Linked DNA regions of Mus musculus: region 1 is linked to region 2. Evidence: chromatin contacts called from public Micro-C data. All regions are on one chromosome and are shown on one strand. Each heading gives the region's core, a stretch centred on a gene start, on an enhancer-like site or on the middle of the called end of the contact. The rest is flanking DNA. Distances are from core to core; before and after follow the strand shown. Region 1 holds the start of Fcor (Foxo1 corepressor). Region 2 has its middle 22 kb from the start of Rps23rg1.

Region 1 (2,700 bases), core at 189-2,688, 130 kb after region 2:
GTGCGTATGTATAGCTGAGCACACCCTACTAGTGTCTGAGCATTATGTGTCCCCTTCCACCATATATAATACAAATAAAGGAAACCCTGTAGTCATGTAGGGGTAGACAAATGCGTATAATAAGCCCAGGCCTAGGGAGGCATAGCGTGAAACTCTAGACTAGATGCAAGTCTGCCTGTCCCAAGGTCTCTCCTTTTCCCCCATAGTCAGCTGTAATAGAAAGACATCAACATCAGACTCAGATGACTCTGTATTGTCCTTGCTAGTGAAGGTAGAAGGCGGGGGAGTTACATTAGGCTATGCATGCTAGCACATGCCTTTAGTCCCAGCATTTAGGAGGCAGCAGCAGGTGGATCTTTGTGAGTTCAAGTCCAGCCTGATATATAGAGTTCCAATAGAGCCAGGGCTCTGTAGAAAGACTCTCTCACCACTACCATCACCACACTAAAAAAGAAAGAAAAAGAAAGTGGGGGTTATCTTTTTACCCTAGTTTCAGTGTGTATTATTTATTAATAGAAAAATCACTCCTCACGATGAATGACATGGAAATATACCATGCAAGGCTGGAGAAATGGCTCAGAGGTTAGGAGTGCTTCCTGCAATTCCCAGGACCCTGAGTTCAGTTCTCAGCTCCCCTTTTGGGCAGCTCACAACTGTTTGTAGCTAGCTTCAGAAGATCTGATGTTACCTCCTAGCATGCACGCACACATTTCTTTATTTTAATAAATTTATGTTTATTTAGATGTATTTGTGTGCATGTCTGTGTGTATGCCACATGTATACAGGTGCTTTCGGGAGGTCGTCTGGAGCTGGAGTTACAGGCATTTATGAATTGCCTGATGTGTATGCTAGACATTGAACTCAGGACCTCAGGATTCACCATTTAAGTGCTCTTAATAACGGAGACATCTCTCTAGCCCAATAAATCTTTTTTTTTTTTTTTTAAAAGGAAATTCACCAAGCCTCAGATTCTTGGATATACATAAAAGAACATGTGCCCTAGGGCATGCACATTATCCTGAGACCAGAGGCTAACTGCCCTAGAAAAGCAAGAGATCATAGCCCAGTGCCAGCTAGTGTCAGGCACGATCCTGGTAGACACGCGCTCCCCCTTGTGGCAGTTTTCCGTACACCCCTGCTCCTCCCCCGTACCTGCACGAAAAGCTCCCCTTTTAGGACTCCCCTTCAGAGCATTTTGCTAAGATCCGGTGCAGTTCCCAGCCCTACCTGCACCGGTCTCATCCTTTCTCTGTGTATCTGCGCTGCGTCTCCCAGTCTATCTGCTTTGGATGGTCCTGCGGTGGTGAAGTGGAAGTCTCGAAGTCCCGGCCCTGGAGCAGCTCTGGTGGAAGGGCCTCCTAAGCATTCCGCAGAGCCCTCTTCCTGATGGCGGCGTGTAGGACCGCCCATTCCCATCCATCCTTGCAAACCCGGGGTCTGGTGCGTGCACAGCGGGGAAGGGCTCGGCTCCAATTCCATTTCACAAGAGTGTTCTTGCTTCACCCAGAGAGGCGTCCTAGGCTCCAGTTCACCGTCCTTTCCAGGAACCTTCTGCTACCATCTCGCTCTTTGGTCTGCTGTGGCTTCATAGTCTCCTCTAGGAGAGATGGCCTCTGTCTCCTTCCTAAAGGGTTAATGTAGCGAGGCAGGTCAGGGTCCTGGCAAAGGACCACCGGAGAAGGCAGGTGATATACTTTTCTCTTCCATAATTCCTCTTCTTTCCCCTAGTATAGGTTGGGCTAATACGGTGTAGGCTACTCTATCCATCCCCCTTCGCTTTTCCTTTCCCCTTTGGATGCTGGCCTGAGTATGCTTTTAAACTTCCTAACAGTCTGGCTTGGGTTTTCCTTAGTCCTTTTTCTAGAGCTCCAGTCCCATCAAGTGTGGCTGACCTCCATGACAGCGGATCTTCTTCATTCTCCTTGGCTTGCTTGCCCTGAGACTACAGGTTGCCTGCCCTGGACTTTCCATTTTAAACTCGAATAAATTGCCCCGAAAATTCCATTTGAGTCAGTGTCTACATTTCTGACTTTTTCTTCTCTGTAGCCTAAGCTGACCTTAAACCAGACCCGTTGTTACAGATGGCATGGCTGTTGGCCGGGTTGGGGATTCATAGCTCATACGTTTATGTTTTCACCTATGAGTTATATCCACCTAGTTACAATCAGAGGGACCCAGGGCACTTCCACTCCGGCGAACACTAGAATATAAAAGCCCCAGGCAGATGTCTTCCTTCCTCCTATCTCCCCAGGCTTTGGATCCAGGCTTTGGATCCAACGTGACTTTGAGGTGCTTGGGAAATGTCTGTTGACTGAGGGCCAGTGAGAAGAGTCAGAGAGTACAAGTGTCTCTTGGAGGGCAGTCATGATAGATCCCTTTTGGTGAGTGCTCCATAGCCTCAGTAATAGTGTCAGACCTTGGGACCTTCCCTTGAGCTGGATCCCACTTTGGGCCTGTTGCTGGACCTCCTTTTTGGGAGTCAAGCAATCTTATCCATGGCGTTCCAGTGTCTTCTTTTCTCTGTCACTTTTTTTTCTGTCATTGGTTCTTTTGAGACAGGGTCTTACTCTATAACCTTGGCTGGCTTTGAACTCAAAACCCATTCTGCTTTAGCTTCCTAAATGCTGAGACTACCTACAGGCCTGAGTCACTGTAACAGCTCTCTCTCTCTCTCTCTCTCTCTCTCTCTCTCTCTCTCTC
Region 2 (2,700 bases), core at 164-2,663:
AGCCTAGGCAACTTAGCGAAACCTTAATGTTACTCCTAAGCATTGTCCCTACTACGTGCTCAGAAAAGGAGGTTTCCCAAAATGAACATGCTACCATGGACTTTAAGATGTGTCTCCGATTCTTGATTAACTGTCCCAGCTTAGGCTGTCAAGCCATGCTATCCTTTGGAAAGGGAGCCATGGAAAGTGACTGTAGAACTCTACAGGCCTTAGTTGATCCCTGGCAGCTGTAATGAGATACCTGACAAGCAGCTTGAGGGAGGGAAGGGGAACATGGGAGTGATTTATGGTCTCAGGCACGGAAGACATGGTGGCTGGCTGGTCACATTGTATCCACAGTCAAGAAGCAGAGAGGGGGTGGAAAGTAGGGCTGAGATACAAAACCTTAAGGTCTATGCCAGTGACTCACTTCTTCCTAAAGCTTCCACAATCTTGCTAAACAGTACTGCACCCACCAGCGGCCACAGGGTTACTGGGTTCCTGAAAGGAAAGCTGGGGATGGATGGGAAGGATGCTGAGAGAAATAATGAGCCAAGACAAAGTTCTATGATCAACGCTCAAATTTTAATGTACAGCACTGACTATATATGGGAAAACCCAAGGACGGGTCCCTTTGTTTCAGCTGGGTTCTGTTGCTTGTTTCAGCTGGATTGAGTTGCAAAGTAGGCTCTTCAGCAGTTCAGTGGGCAGGCAGTTCTCAATTCTCTGGCAGAAGAATATAAATATAGCAAGGCCAGACACCTGCCTCCAGTGTCTGAGGAGGTTTGTTTAGCCAACTCAAGGCTGGTGGAGGGCACAGTTCCTCCCCTTTTATTCATTAAAAATTAGCTGGACTGGAGCATAAGTAAATCATGGTTCTGCCTGGGAATTACAGTGGCTGGTGGCCATGGCTGGCTTAGGACTGAATCTATGGTACTCTTTCTGACCCTTCCTGAAAAACACATGCAGCTTGTTTGTATTTATTTGCACAAACATGGCCTTTTAGTGTTTATTCTGAACAAACACAGCCTCTTGGCACATCCTCTTGATAGAACCTAGTGGGAAACCCCGACTCAATTCCCGATTCGGCATGCACCCAAGAATCACGAACAGACGACCATCTTGATGTAAAAACAGGAGGTAGTTTTAATGGCGGAGCTCTGGGCTGACACGTATCTCCCGCAGGAGACAGTGGTGTTGACCCTTTAATGGCGGAGCTCCGGGTCGAAATGTATCTCACACAGGAGACAGTGGTTTCGACCACGAGGCTTGGAAGCTAGGGGTTTTTATAGAAAAGGGGTGGGGCTGGGGGAGGAATTGGCATGGTTTCACATGATTAGTCCATTTAAACATCAGCAGACTGTTAACATTTAACTTAGGTCAGAGTGGGAGACAGGAAGGCGCAGGGCCAGTCCGGACATGTAATGGCGGGCCTACCTGGGCATGTCCTGGCCTGTTCTATGTTCTCAACCCCAGGTTTTAAAACTCACAAACAACTGGGCTATTTGACATAAATTACATGAATCACAGGTCTCAATTTTTATTTCCTTTCACTCTCTCTTAGGTTGAAAAGAGCCATAGATCAATTGCCCTCATAGCACACCTTTTCTCCATTCAGACCAAAGCCACAATATGCACTCAATGCATCTCTTCATAGCAATGAATCACTGCCATCTGAGCTTTGCTGAAGGTGAGCCTTTATGGAGGTAACTGACCTGCTTGAAATACAAAGTCAAAAGTTAAAAGCAACAGAATTAAGGTTGTTTGTGTGGACGTCCCAGGTATTCAATTCAGTTGCAAATTAGCAATGATCAGACCCAAGGTCTGGCCTCCTGGTGTTGGGGAGGTCACTTTGAGAATCAACAGACAAACTGTTACTTCTCAGGAAATAGTGGAGGCTATGGTCCAAGTTAACTCAGCTGGCTAATAAAGATTTTTAGCTATCTTCATAATTGGATTCTCAGGGCTGGCGAGATGGCTCAGTGGTTAAGAGCGCCAACTGCTCTTCTGAAGGTCCCAAGTTCAAATCCCAGCAACCACATGGTGGCTCACAACCATCCATAACGAAATCTGATGCCCTCTTCTGGAGTATCTGAGGACAGCTACAGTGTACTTACATATAATAAATAAATAAATAAATCTTTTTTAAAAAATTAATTGGAATCTCCAGTATTGAATTTATTTCTAAGTCAGTCCATGACTGAGTCAGAATAACTGTCACATTAAAGGAAAGGGAAGAGTCATTATAACCCATCCTTTTGATTAATTTTTCTAAATCAACTTCCATAGTCTCTTATGTTCTCTGTCCCACAAGGTTAAAAAGCTTGAAGCAAGGCAGCTTAGCTTGTCTAATCCGGGACACAGGCAAGCAAAGGTGAGTCAAGAACATATACCCAATACAGCTTTCCTGTCACCATTGTCAGGGCACTCAGCAAGCTCACAGGTCAGCATTATCCTTTTGCGTCAGTTTGTCACACCAATCACACTGGCAGCTAGCAAGAATTTTGTGGAAAAAGAAAAAAACAAAACCTTAAGCATGCCCTCTTCTTCATATTAAATACCTGATCAGGATCATGCCATATGCCAATAAGTGGATCCTTCCATCTTACCTAGGCATGAGTATGCCTAATTATAGGATGCTACAGACACTCAGCAAAGAGTTCCTTGGCATCCAAATTTAAAATTTTTTACAAATAAAAAGCATGATTTAAATAATGTGCA

The links. A called contact is a pair of places that touch in the nucleus more often than the background predicts.
Region 1: a Micro-C map of embryonic stem cells shows a contact between it and region 2, with 3 times the contacts expected there. The contact joins the promoter of Fcor here to the enhancer-like site in region 2. A contact is called at or near these places in 20 of 39 promoter capture datasets (the 3T3-L1 cell line, the C10 cell line, the HPC-7 cell line and 11 more), 8 of 15 datasets of contacts at CTCF or cohesin (CD8 T cells, the G1E-ER4 cell line, the NIH/3T3 cell line and 4 more), 138 of 484 Hi-C or Micro-C datasets (3T3-L1-derived adipocytes, the 4T1 cell line, the AML12 cell line and 81 more), 43 of 115 datasets of contacts at active chromatin or transcription factors (the 230-238 cell line, CD8 T cells, the HPC-7 cell line and 25 more) and 6 of 9 other capture datasets (adipose tissue, embryonic stem cells, embryonic tail and 3 more).

Annotation. Positions count from the first base shown.
Region 1 is chr8:3,670,953-3,673,652 of GRCm38.p6, forward strand. Fcor (Foxo1 corepressor) reads right to left here and starts at 1,439. Exons shown (of 2, transcript NM_001357661.1): 1 at 1,228-1,439; 2 at 233-444. The coding sequence starts at 1,416. The coding sequence ends at 307.
Region 2 is chr8:3,544,953-3,547,652 of GRCm38.p6, forward strand. No RefSeq gene overlaps it. Among named protein-coding and RNA genes, the nearest start is that of Rps23rg1, 22 kb to the right of the region's middle. Within about 2 kb of position 1,414, at least 6 of the 459 cell types and tissues checked have an H3K27ac peak or open chromatin away from gene starts, as enhancers often do. A contact at or near this core is called in embryonic stem cells and induced pluripotent stem cells, where this site is marked.